Regions from separate parts of the Macaca mulatta genome. Here region 2 is linked to region 1. Evidence: chromatin contacts called from public Hi-C data. All regions are on one chromosome and are shown on one strand. The core of a region is the stretch at or near the end of the contact, and the rest is flanking DNA. Distances in the headings are between cores, read along the strand shown. Region 1 holds the start of CDKL4 (cyclin dependent kinase like 4). Region 2 holds the start of SOS1 (SOS Ras/Rac guanine nucleotide exchange factor 1).

Evidence for each region. Hi-C and Micro-C count contacts between places; a contact is called where the count stands out from the background.
Region 2: a contact with region 1 is called in a Hi-C map of liver, with 2.6 times the contacts expected there. The contact joins the promoter of SOS1 here to the promoter of CDKL4 in region 1. A contact is called at or near these places in 2 of 14 Hi-C or Micro-C datasets (fetal cortical plate and liver).

Annotation. Positions count from the first base shown.
Region 1 is chr13:85,691,158-85,697,919 of T2T-MMU8v2.0, reverse strand. CDKL4 (cyclin dependent kinase like 4) reads right to left here and starts at 2,707. Exons shown (of 9, transcript XM_028831739.2): 1 at 2,396-2,707. The coding sequence starts at 2,563.
Region 2 is chr13:85,814,156-85,821,150 of T2T-MMU8v2.0, reverse strand. It overlaps SOS1 (SOS Ras/Rac guanine nucleotide exchange factor 1), which reads right to left and starts at 5,038. Exons shown (of 22, transcript XM_028831742.2): 1 at 4,335-5,038. The coding sequence starts at 4,421.

The DNA of each region.
Region 1 (6,762 bases), core at 1,458-3,957:
TTCACCGTGTTGGACAGGCTGGTCTCAAACTCCTGACCTCAACTGATCCATCTGCCTTGGCTTTCCAAAGTGCTGGGATTACAGGTGTGAGTCACTGGGCCTGGCCACACCAGGACACTTTGGAAAGGAGATGTGAACCAGGCAGGACACTGGGACAAAAACTATAAAGCAGAACTGTCTTGGGCAAATTAGGATACGTGATCACTCTTATTCTTAACCCATCTTTCCTGTTGTTTTCCCAGTGTAGTAGACAAATCAGCTTTCCACACTGTCTACCATTTACCCAAAAAGATATATAGAGGGAACACAGCATTTTGCATATAGTAGAAGCTCAACGAATAGCAGGCCCAGTAGAAAGTTTTAGGTACAGAGACTTACGATGCATGCCTTTACCTCAGTATCTATTAACATAAGCATGGCTTGACCAAAACAAATGTCACTCTAAAACTGTGTGCCTGCTGCTCAACAGCATGGGAAAAGAGAATCCACTATACATTAAAAATATGCCCAGGCTGAGTGAGGCAGGATGATTGCGTGAGCCTAGGAGTTCGAGATCAGCCTAAGCAACATACTGAGACCCCATCTCTCTAAGGGAAAAAAAAAGAAAAGCTCAAAGCACCAAACCAATTTGTTTTCTATATGCTCCACTGCCTAAAGCAGCAGAAAGGCAAAGAGTGGAGGAGACTAGGTCATCTAAAAAGCCAGTGGCTTCGTGCTGCTGCAAAACCACAGCATGGAAGCAAAGCAGGGTCTCTACTAGGGGAGTAAAAGATTTACAGATGGTACAGCTTGATGCAATGTCCAGGTTAAACCTGGGCCAATCTCCTGTCTTTGGGTAGGTCAGCAATTTATATCTCCTTTGCAAATGAAGTTAACCTAGCCCAGAAAAACAGTAACTTGCCTAAAGAAAAACAGGTAGTAAGGAGAGAGAGGCAAACACAATTTAAATAACAGGACTATGTGAGAAAAGTAAGGTCGATGGATCACAGAAGGAGCTGTTCAGGGCATACATGGACACAACATACCAAAAGCAGAAGGATGGACATTCTGACATTCTGAGGGCCTTCATCAGAGACCAAGCTGAGTCGTAATCAGGCTACTTTTTACCTTACAGCCTCATTCTCAAGTTGGGGCACTTGTAATGCAGAAGGTACCACCTGAGCATTAACTTGATCTGAAGACTTGGGAGGGAGAGGCTGACAGGTAAAAGCATTATTTTTATTAGAAAGCCACACTGCCTGGTTCAGACCCGCCCTGCAGCTTAGCTCAGTGAGGGTGCCAGAGCTGGCGAGCTGACCAGCGCGCCCTCTGCTGGCTGACAGGTAATAGTGAACTTTTTTTTTTTTTAAATCATGATGGATATGTTCCTGAATACTCTTAAGTATCAAGTTGTATTTCAAACAAAACTCTAGTATGTATTAGTTGAGGAAACCTGTGGGAAATCATATTTGAAAATGAGAGATAATATGATAATTATTAGTGATAATTATTATCCCCCCCTTACAAACTGAATTTCTGGGGATTTTCTAAAAACAGACGACATGTCAAAAATGAAGGTTGCCTGTATGTCCTTGAAATCACAGTGTCTTGTTACATAATGTGTAGCCCACAAACCAGCAGCTTCCGCACTCAGAAATGCAGAATCTCGGGCCCACCCCAGACCTCCCAACTCAGAATCTGCATTTCAACAAGGTCCCCGGGGACTCCAACGCATATTAACATTTGAGAAGTGCTGCCCCAGACCTCCGTTTCCTCTGTGGAAAATACAGGTGGTGGATAAGAAGCATTTCTAAGGTCGCTTATAGTTCTAAAAGTGTAAGATTTTTAGCGTAAGAAAAAATTTACATTGAGAACTTAGGAATCTTACATGTCAAATCTTATCAGAGGGAAAACAATTATAACAAAAACCTTGATGTAAAAAATGTATACGTCACTGGGGGTGATATTCAGTATGTCTAATAACCTGGGGTTCAGTGCAGGCAGGAACCAATGAATGTCAATGCCTACCAGGGCATTGGTGCGGTCCTGTGGGACTGACTCTCTGTGCCAGGAGGTGCTCTTTCAGTTGCTGGTTGGTAGGGGAAGTATTTGGAGGGACATCCAGAGGAGGGCCGAGGTTGGGGGCAAGTGTAAACACTGGGGTGAGTGGACTTAGGATATTTACTAACAAGAATAAAAGTTCTTTTCAATATAACAATCTGTAGCTACATTCATACACATCAGACAAAATCAGAGTGGCCAAAGTCCAAAGTGATAACCAATTTATTACCCAAAAGTGCTGATACAAAGGAATTTAAGTCCAATGGGGAAAAATAACTTTAAAATTCTTTGTAATTTTAGCATGCATATTTCACTCAATACCATGATATTTTACATATATATAAAGTTAACTTACCTTCAACATACGTATTTCTCTTAGTGCTATTTTCTTAACAACAGGATCATCTTCAGATTCCACAAATTTTTTAATAGCTACTACTTGTCCAGAGGTTTTGTTTCTGCATTTGAATACAACCCCATAAGACCCTTCTCCAATCTTAGCTAATTTTTCATACTTCTCCATTACAGTGGAAGTGACTTAAATTAGTGCTGTTATCGATTGACTTGCAGTACAAAGTTACACCTGGAAAATAAGGTAGACTTGCCTTAATCAAGCTATAAAAGACAATGTTCTCACAGTTTATTTACAACAAATTTGCCCAGATGCCAAAGGTTTATTTTCATCAATTAATTGGAAATCCACTTAAAAATATTTGGATATTATTTTCTTAGTTTAGTCCTCTGCAGTTCTTCCACCTATCAAAAGATTTCATATGCTATTTCTGACAATTGTTCTATGTTGACCTCAGTTGAATTAAAAGAATTTGTGGAAAAGAAACTTATCCCATCTATTGTTTTCATTATCCTCAAATAAATAACCGAAATATGATGCTGTAAAATCCAGCTGAAGGAACATTTCATACTCTGGAATATGCTGTTTATCTTTTCTCTTCCAACCCAAGTGCATACACAATGACTAGGAGGAGTTGTGTAAGAAGATATGGTACAAAAAGTGCTATACTTCCACCTGGTGGAGAGAAGAGCGAGCGTGGACCATTGAACAAAGCAGCCTTTAAAAACAAAGCAGCCTTTAAAAACAGTGACTCACACCCCGAAATCCCAAAACTTTGGGAGGCCGAGGTGGGCGGATCACCTGAGGTCGGGAGTTTGAGACCAGCCTGACCAACATGGAGAAATCCCATCTCTACAAAGAATACAAAATTAGCCAGGTGTGGTGACGCATGCCTGCAATCCCAGCTACTCAGGAGGCCCTTGAACCCAGCTGAGATAGTGCAGATGCAGTAATTGCACTCCAGCCTGGGCAACAACTGTCTCAAAAAGTCAAAACAATAACAAAATCCTTTCAGGGCACTTATTGCTCCTAGCTTTTATTTTCATGGAAGAACAGATTCTTAAGTTCTTAGCCCCAAAAGAAAATAATAAGCACGGCCGGGCGCGGTGGCTCACGCCTGTAATCCCAACACTTTGGGAGGCCGAGGCGGGCGGATCACGAGGTCAGGAGATCGAGACCATCCTGGCTAACACGGTGAAACCCCGTCTCTACTAAAAATACAAAAAACTAGCCGGGCGTGGTGGCGGCGCCTGTAGTCCCAGCTACTCGGGAGGCTGAGGCAGGAGAATGGCATGAACCCGGGAGGCGGAGCTTGCAGTGAGCTGAGATCGTGCCACTGTACTCCAGCCTGGGCTACAGAGCGAGACTCCGTCTCAAAAAGAAAAAAAAAAAAAAAAAAGAAAAATTCTAATTAGTCTCAAAAACCCCACCCCACTTTATCCAGCAGAATCTTGTTAATATAACCCAATAACAATTACAATAATAATGGCACTTAACATTGTTCTACGCAAATTACGTAGAATCTGCACAAATATTCTATGAAGTAAGTGTTATTTTTATCCAATTATATAGATGAGAAAAGACATAGTGAAGGCAATACAGAATTAGAACCCAGGCAGTGAGATCTCAAAGAATCACTGCATTACACAGCCTCTCAGTTAAGTGCAAAAGGATGCATAATTCAGCCAGGCGTGGTGCTTCATGCTTGTAATCCCAGCACTTTGGGAGGCCGAGGCAGGTGGATCACCTGAGGTCAGGAGTTCGAGACCAGCCTAGCCAACATGGTGAAACCCTGTCTCTACTAAGAATACCAAAAAATTACCCAGGTGTGGTGGCACCGGCCTCCAATCCCAGCTACTTGGGAGGCTGAGGCAGGAGAATCACTTGAACCCGGGAGGTGGAGGTTGTAGTGAGCTGAGATCGCACCACTGCACTCCAGCCTGTGCGACAGAGCAAGACTTCGTCTCAAAAACAAAAACAAAAACAAACAAACAAACAAAAAGAATGTATAATTCAAAGAACCACTTTATCCAGGTCTTGGTATTAACAAAATGTCAAGTGAAAGAGTTGACTACTTGTCAATTTCTCTTGTTTCAAATGAGTACACATTTTTTAAAACTTCTCTAATAATATTGTCTTTTCCATCTACAGATTATCTCAATGGTGAAAGAAATCATCTACTTCCACTTGCCACCATAAAAATATACAATGCAGAAAAATGTTTACCTGGATAAAATGACTACTGACATACTATTTTTTACAGTGCTGCTTTTTTTTTGGGAGGGGGGATGAATTTGGTTTTCTCTGTTATTAAAGAAAGAAAATTCAAGCATACACACTCAAGTAACACATGGAAAATCCATCACAGATTATGTTCTGAAAACCCTATTAGTTATACTGTATTTTTACCTAGGTATTATTATTTTAAGGATAGTTAGATGTGAGCATGCATACATTTGCATAGTAATAGATGGCTGGAAAGAGAGTAGGAGAAACTGGGAATTTGCTTTAGAAAGTTATTAGCATCTGGCTGGGAGCATTGGCTCATGCCTGTAATCCCAACACTTTTGGAAGCCAAGGCGGGAGGTCACCTGAGCCCAGGAGTTTGAGGTTACAGTGAGCTATGATTGTACCATTTTACTACTTCCTGGGTGACAGAGTGAGACCCTGTCTCTAAAATAAAATGCGATAAAGTTATTGGTATAAAACTTTATAGATTTGTTAATTTAACCTACTTGATAAGTACTACAGTTATTGGGGGAAACTATAAATATGACAAAAAGCTTAATAATGAAGTTTTAATTTATGCATTATTTTCTTATTTCCCTCTAGGTAGTTGATTTGATCTATTGATTTATGTTTTTACTTTTTTCTCAACAGATTCAGTAATGACTATTCCTCAGACTAATATTTAGATCTCGTAATTACATCAACCAAACTGCTAAATACAATAAAATAAAGCTCCAGAAAATAGTACCTCACCTAATAACCTCTCAATATTTCTGTTTTCAAAAGCCCTACTATATGTTCATGGAAAATGAGTCTGAGTATGCAAGCTGGAATTAGACCGATTCCTGTAAATTCCTTTCTGGAATTTACAGCTCTAATTCCAGTTTACCAGGATTATAACAGAGTTTCTGGAGGCAGTAATTTCTATTCTCTTATTTGAGATCCAGACTAACTATCCAACTGCTTGATGAACACCTCTACATGAATGGACAGAATCATCTAAAAATTGGAACATTCTAAACCAAAGGCCTTCTCTTCTTTCTTATCCTCTGTCCATACCCAATGTTCACAAACGTGCTCCACATTATGCCTAAATGGCTTGTCAAGGTACACATGGTGGGGGGCTTTGAGGTAGCCAAGGACAGTGACTGCTGCCTAAACCTAATCTCTTCATATATCTTCCACAAAGCAATACAAATCAACCAGGACAAATAAAACCACATAAATACAATGCCTTCAATATAACAAGAAGACAGAGGACTCTACAAACTTAGGCAGAAAAGCAAAGCCTAGCCGGGCGTGGTGGCTCACGCCTGTAATCCCAGCACTTTGGGAGGCTGAGGCGGGTGGATCACGAGGTCAGGGAATCAAGACCATCCTGGCTAACACGATGAAACTCCATCTCTACTAAAATTACAAAAAATTAGCCAGGCATGGTGGCATGTGCCTGTAGTCCCAGCTACTCCGAAGGCTGAGACAAGAGAATTGCTTGAACCCAGGAGGTGGAGGTTGCAGTGAGCTGAGATCGTGCCACTGCACTCCAGCCCGAGTGACAGAGCGAGACTCCATCTCAAAAAAAAAGAAAAGAAAAGCCCCTAAATTTTGGAGGGGTTATCGCGTGAGCTCCCACTATAAACCTTGGCAGAAGGCAAAGATATGAGACGGATGAGATCTAAAAAGCTGTAAGAAAGAAGAGTAAAAGAAGGGCCTAAGAAAACTAAGAAAGACTAAGAAAGATCACCTCCTTCCCAAAGAGAAAACACATCACAAGTGTAAAAATACCCCAAGAGTGTCCTGGTAGGTCAGAGCACTCACTCAAGGGGTGTAAAAGGACATGGGTATCAAGGTGGCACTAGTCAGTGTGGCACCATTTTTGGGGAATAAAAGGACAAGAGGGAAGGGAAAGACACCTGTTGGAGACTGGACAGTGAAGGGAAAAAGAAGCAAGAGGGATACATTTGGCATCTTGCAAGACAAAAGAGAATTCTGAATTGAAGGACATGCGAATCCTCCCATCACCACAAAGACGGGGAAAAAGTGTCATCAGTGAAAGAAACTGCACTTTTCTATGGTGACAGAAAAGACTCTCTTGGCCTAGGATGCTAGTCAGTTACTAACAGCCAAAACTTGCCCGAGAAATG
Region 2 (6,995 bases), core at 3,789-6,288, 120 kb before region 1:
AGAGCTGCCATGAACATTCATGTATAAGTCTTTGTATAGGCTTCATCTATATTTATGGCTTTACTCACACATCTAGAAGTTCCAAATCTGCTTCATCAGATACCAACAACAAATAGCCAGTCAGAGAAGTTCACTTGAATAACCCAAAAGGACTTTTAAGTCAACAAGTCCAAAAATCATCTTATTATGCCATTCCTCTCTCCAACCTAAAAGCTTCTCCTACATTCTCTATCCTGACTAAAGACGATCAAGTCAGAAACAAGTCTATTCCTGTTCCATTACCATTCCCCCAATCACTCAGTGAGTTACCAGGTCCTGTCATTTTGCTGTGTAAACATCTTTCAAATAAAATCCACATCCATATTTCCATCCTTGTTCAAATGCACCCTTAATTCAAATGTATATTATCTCTTGACTGGACTATTAAACTAGGCTTCTAACTTTTCTCCTCATTTCATGTCTCATTCTTCTCCAAACCATTTTCCATTCTATGGCCAAAGTGAATTTTCTAAAATTCAAATGTGCAGTTACTCCCCTACTTAAAACTTATTGGCTGGGCTCACCCTGTAATCCCAGCACTTTGGGAAGCTGAGGCAGGCAGATGGATGGAGCCCAGGAGTTCAAGACCAGCCTGGGAAACATGGTGAAACCACAACTCTACAAAAAATACAAAAATTAGCCGGGTGTGGCAGTGTGTCTGTAGTCTCAGGAGGCTGAGGTGGGAGGATCACTTAGGCCCCGGAGATGGAGGTTGCAGTGAGCCAAGATCGCATGACTGCACCCCAGCCTGGTGAGACTGTCTCAAAACAAACAAACAAAACAAAAACAAACAAACAAAAGAAACTATCAATGGCGTCTAATTACCCAAGAAAAAATTAAAATTCCTTAGCTTAACATACATAAAAACTGTCCATAAACCAGTTGTCTCTCCAGACATGCCCTGCCACTTTCCATCACGTTCTAATTTAGTCTTTTCTGATTATGTCATTTACCTTTTTTATTTTCCTTTTTTGAGACAGATTTTTGCTCTTATTGCCCAGGTTGGAGTGCAGTGGCGCGATCTCGGCTCACTGCAACCTCCGCCTTCCTGAATTTCAAGCAATTCTCCTGCCTCAGCCTCCCGAGTAGCTGGGCTTATAAAAGCCCATCACCACGCCCAGCCAATTTTTGTATTTTTTCGTAAAGACGGGGTTTCACCATGTTGGCCAGGCTGGTCTCAAACTCCTGACCTCATGATCTGCCCACCTTGGTATCCCGAAGTGCTGGGATTACAGGCGTGAGCCACTGCGCCCGGCCCTGTCATTTACCTTTTTAACCTGAGTGTCAAGAGCAATACCTGTTCTATAGTAGACATGATATATTTGTGCAATAGGTAAGATAGGACTTAGACTCATAGATGCGGTGAAACAGATACAGTGGGACATTCCAGCCGCATTCAGGAAAAGTAGCAGTACAGACTGGCTAAAGCAAAAAGGAGACAAAAGATTATGGTAGACAATCCAGTCAGAAAAGCAGGATGAAGCCAGATATCAATCGCTGTCAATTCCATGCTAAAAAGTGTGCACTTTAGCGTAGGCTGAACTCAAAAGACATGAACAGTTCTGAACAGGAGTGTGACATGTTCAGAAGTGTCCTATAACTGGTGAGATCTGAAAAACAGAAGGTGAGGTGGGGGGCAGTGAACTTAATTAAGAAGTTATCACAGTAGTCTGAGAAAGGAGACTCAATTAGAGAAGCTGGAGGAGGGAACAGACTAGAAGAGCATGCCAAAGGGAAATGAACATACAGGCTCTACCTGAGTGTGCACTACTAATACAAAGAAGCCAGAGATGACCCCAACATTTTAAACCAGTCAAATGTAATAATAAAGTCATTAATCAAGAAGAAAAACTGAAATGACTGGTGGAGGAGAGAAGTCATAGTTTCAGTTTGTGTATCCCCTCACCTATTTATTCAAATTGAGTGCCTACCAGATGTCAAGCACTGTATGTATGGGGAATAAAATGAGGGTAAGATATCAAGCCTGTTCTCAAGGAGCATCCGATCTAGCTACAGGCAAGTAAATAGGAACTTAAAATTCACAGAGCTAGAATAGGGTGCAAAAAGAAAACAAAAGAGTAATATCCAATTCAGCCCTGATGATTTGAGAGTTCAGGTTGAGTGAGTCTAGAAGGATGAGTAGTGTTGGACCAGGCAAAGAAGGATGAAGGGACTAGAATATCCAAAGAGCCTCAGGTAAGAGTAAGAGAACACGAGTTGGATGCATCTACAAATAATTCAATAATAAATCAAAGGAAGAAATCAAGATATGGAGATATCCACATGAAATATCCAGCAGGCAGGTAAAAACGTAGGTTTTGAGCTACCAACAACGTATCCAGATATGAAATATACTGTATTTTCAACCTTGTTTAGAATCATTGTTAGTGGATATTTAAATAAGAATTGGAAGAACCTTACATATCAGCTAGATTATGTACACTTCCACCTCCTCTTATCACTTCTACTGCAAAAATATTTCTAGCTTAAAGTCAAAAGCTGGTTTATGTAAATATGCAAAAAGGACAAGTGGGGGCTGTGGTAAGGTGGAGATACACGACCTGTCTAAAGAAGGCAGCCATTTACTCACCTCCAGCAGTTTAGTGCCTCGCTTGAATACAGACCCTAAATGACAAGACCTTCCTATTCGTCAAGAAAAGCAGAAAATTCAGATTTTATGTAATATCTCCCATTTTCAAATATTAGCAACTAATTACATTTGAAAATAAAACCACACTGTGCCAGCCAAACAAAATGCTTCTGTGGACAGATTCCAGCAAGGGCCACCAGTGTGGCAGAATTAAAACAAGGTCTGTCAACTCCTACAATATTCTTTCCACTACTTCAAAGAATTCTCAGCTGATAGCTTGGTGATTCCCTAAGAAAGCAGCTGTTTTTGCCTCTAAGCAAAATGGCCCCTATTTGGCAATACTTTATGAGTTCCTTTACAGATTTTTAAACAATTTCCCTGTCTCCTCTTACCCTATCCGGACACCAGCTTCTAGCATCACAGAGACGTCCTACACCCATTCCATTGCAAGCTGAGAAGCCAAACTTGCAAGTAAAGCAAAAGTAAGGAGTGAGAGCCTGATGGGATTTCTAAGGAGTAAAGTATGTAAGATACATGGCATCTTTTTGGTTTTCTTTAAAAAAAAAAAAAAACAAACAAACAAACAAAAAAAAAAATAGATGTTTGTGACTAGTCAGACACTTGAAGGGGAAAATGTCCGTAACTTAAGTCAGAAATATATGAGCAAATACTCCTGACAAACCAAATAGTTTCCACTGTAAGACAGCAAGAGGGACAGGAGGAGAACAGGGCAAAAGGGAAAGTAAAAGTTACTGGCCTTTGAGAAATATCAGACAGCTTTTAATGTTTAGCATAAAAGGTACAACATTAATCTCCATTCTTAGTAGAAGCAGTTAGCATGAAACATTCTTTAAGCAGCAAGAAACTGGAATTTAGAAACACTATTAGAAGAGCAAAGCAATCTTTACAGAAAAGGTAAATGAAGAAAAGGAAACAAAAATAGTCTGGTAGTCACACTGCTGCTTTAGAAGCTTTAAAAATGTAACAACACTTCCTAATTATACTAAAACATTTAAAAGCACAGATCGGGGGTATGTAACAACGTAGCAAACTTAAACATACAAAGGCTAAAAATTCTTAACCAAATGACAGCACCAAGTTTCTAACGCTGCAAAAACAAAACAAAAAAACCCCGAAATTGGTAGCATGTGCACCGGCCCCTGTTAATCGGAGGAGCGGGGGAAACCAGGAGAATGAGGAGTGATTGCTGATGGCGAACAGAGCAGGCCACGTTACTGCTGGCAGGCGAGCTCGCAATTCCTTTGAGCAAGCACTACGGCCAGGGCATTCTCGAAAAGCCACTAAAACGAGCGTACTGGACACCTAAAACGGCAGGCTGACAGCAGCTCCGCGCTAAGACCGAGAAGGCGGAAAAGTGGCCTGCTTTGACCTCCGCAGAAAACTGAGGCTCCTGCAACTGTTGTCTTGGAATCAAAGGGCAAAGCATTCACCTCTCAGGGGTTGGATTATTCGGATAAACTCCCGCCAGCTCCCTGCGGCCTTCCCACACACCCGGTGGATGTCAACACTGAGAGCCAGCCGTATGGCGAGCCTCTCAGTGTGCGCCGTCCTTCTGGAGACGCGGCGAGACCGGGAAGAAAGACAGCCCTGCGCGCGCCCCGCCTCCCCAGCCCTTCCCCAGCGCCAGCCCGGCGCCCGCGCTGGGGTGCTGCGGCCGGGAAGCGGGGTCCCGCGTGCTCCTCACCTTTTTCAGCGCAGGCACCAGCAGTCCCCGCCACTTGGGCGCGTTCTCTTCGCTGAAAAACTCGTATGGCAGCTGCTGCGCCTGCATGGTGCCCCCGGGGCGCCTCTGGGCGGGGAGAGGGGCGGCGGCGGCCGGGCCGGGGAGCTGCGAGAGGGCGAGATCGCAGCACGGAACAGGGCCGCGGCCCCACCGGACGGCCCGGCCCCCTCCGGGCGCCGCGCAGCCGGGCTAGCCCTGGTGAGGGGGCTGGGGGGCGAGGCCCGCGCCCGGCCACACACCCGACACGGGTACCAACTGTGGAGAACGAACGCGGCCCGGAGGCGGCGGCATCCCGCACCACCGCCCCGGGGCCAGGCCCCCCGCGCCTCCTCCCCGGCCCGCCGGCGCCGCCCGGGGCTGCCCTCTGCCGCGGCCGCCGCCCGCCCGCCCGCCGGGGCTGCACTCTCGGGCCCGGCCTGGCCCCGCGGCGGAGCTGGCGGCTGGGGGAGGACGTGTGGAGGTACGCTCCGGCCGCGGCGCCCGCTCTGCTCAGTTGGTACCCCGAAACGCAGGAGCCCCGGGCGGGGCTGAGCTGGGGCGGGGGTCTCACGGGGAAGGGGAAGGACCCGAGGTCGTTGTTGGGGAATCTGGCTGCCCTGAGGTGCCGCCGCAGCCGCCGCCGCCGCCGCCGCCGGTGTAGCGCTAGAGCTTCCTACTAGCGAACTGAACCTGTTCGCTACTGAGCATGCGCCGCCGGGCTGGGCTGGTTCGCTCCGGGTTTTCCGGCTCCCGGTGAAGGAGGAGGGAAGCTCGAGAGAGAGAGAGGGAGGGCGCCTGGCCAGGCTGTTGCTGCGCTCCTGGGGGCTGCAGGGGAGGGGCGAAAGGACCCGAGAAGTCGAACCCTGGCAAAGTGGAGCCTGCAGGGGTGGGTGATAACTAGGGTAAAGAGGCTCCCCATTGTGTGGTCTGGCCGTGAGGGCTCCCACCCCTCTCGGAATCCCTGGGCCCTTCGTTTCGGAAAGGGGTGTGTGTACTTTGTTCCTGAACACGAAGATAAGGACTGCCCAGAGCACGCAATGTATAGTAAACAGACTGGACAAAAGATACAGGTGCTCTGTCACGAAACCTACTGCTCAGTATCTGCTGAGTAGTAGAAGTGATTGCAGTGTTTCTAACTGGTCTTTCCACAAAACCAAGAATAAAATGTGTACGTGTAGTATTGATTTTGTGTGTATGTTTTAGATTCCCTCTGTTCATCTTTTAAACCCACTCCAGATATGAACTCCAATAAACACTTTCCTCCAGTGGATATCGAGACCTCTTCTACAGCTCCTAGAGCACTGCACTTACGCCCTTCTCAGGGCGTTCAGTCTATCGTGTTTTGTATCTTTTGAGGTTCTTTCGACTAGATAATATACTGGAAGGCCGATCTTTTTCACCAGGGCCTCTACACAGAACAGGCACTCAGTGAATATTAGTGGAATGCTAAAGGAGCAGTATTTATAAACTGTCCCTCCAGGCCACTGTTTGTTTATAATAGGGGCACTTTGTGGCAGACACCTTATGATTTATCATTAATTATCACTTTTTGAGTATCATCTCATTTAATCCCCATAGCAACCCTATTATTTTCATTTCACCGATAAGGCAGTTTAGAGGAACTAGCCTGGGTTAAAGCTGACATTGTGTCCTCCTATTCCTGAGAACAGTAACCAGGATCAGGCAAACGAGAAAGGTTCAGTGGTTCTTAATCTTTACAGGACCTCTTTGAAAATCTGGAAAAAACTCTTAGGTTATTTCCTTTAAAAATATACAGGCCGGCCAGGCGAGGTGGCTCATGCCTGTAGCACTTTAGGAGGCTGAGGCAAGTGGATCACCTGAGGTCAGGAGTTCGAGACCAGCCTGGCCAACATTGTGAAAACCTGTCTCTACTAAAAATACAAAAATTAGCAAGGCATGGTGGTGGGTGCCTGTAATCCCAGCTACTCGGGAGGCTGAGGCAGGAGAATCGCTTGAACCCGCGAGGCAGAGGTTGCAGTGAGCCGAGATCGTGCCACTGCACTCCAGCCTGGGCGACAAGAGCAAAACTCCGTCTCAATTAAAAAAAAAAAAATATATATATATATATATATATATATACACACATACACACACACACACCCGGGTCCGGCGCAGTGGCTTGTGCCTGTAATCCCAGCACTTTGGGAGGCCAAGGTGGGCGGACCATTTGAGCTCAGGAGTTTGAGACCCGGCTCCATTGTTTTATTTAAAAAATAAAAATATACATACTTGATTTACATTTGAAAAACTCCCCACTTTCAAAGTGTGTGGAATGATGTTTTGAAATCCATCCATAGGCCGGGTGCGGTGGCTCACGCCTGTAATCCCAGCACTTTGGGAGGCTGAGGCGGGTGGATCACGAGGTCAGGAGATCGAGACCATCCTGGCTAACACGGTGAAACCCCGTGTCTACTAAAAATACAAAAAATTGGCCGGGCGTAGTGGCAGGCGCCTGTTGTCCTAGCTACTTGGGAGGCTGAGGCAGGAGAATGGTGTGAACCTGGGAGATGGAGCTTGCAGTGAGCAGAGACTGCACCATTGCACTCCAGCCTGGGCAACAGAGCAAGACTCCGTCTCAAAAAAACAAAACAAAACAAACAAACAAACAAGAAATCCATCCAT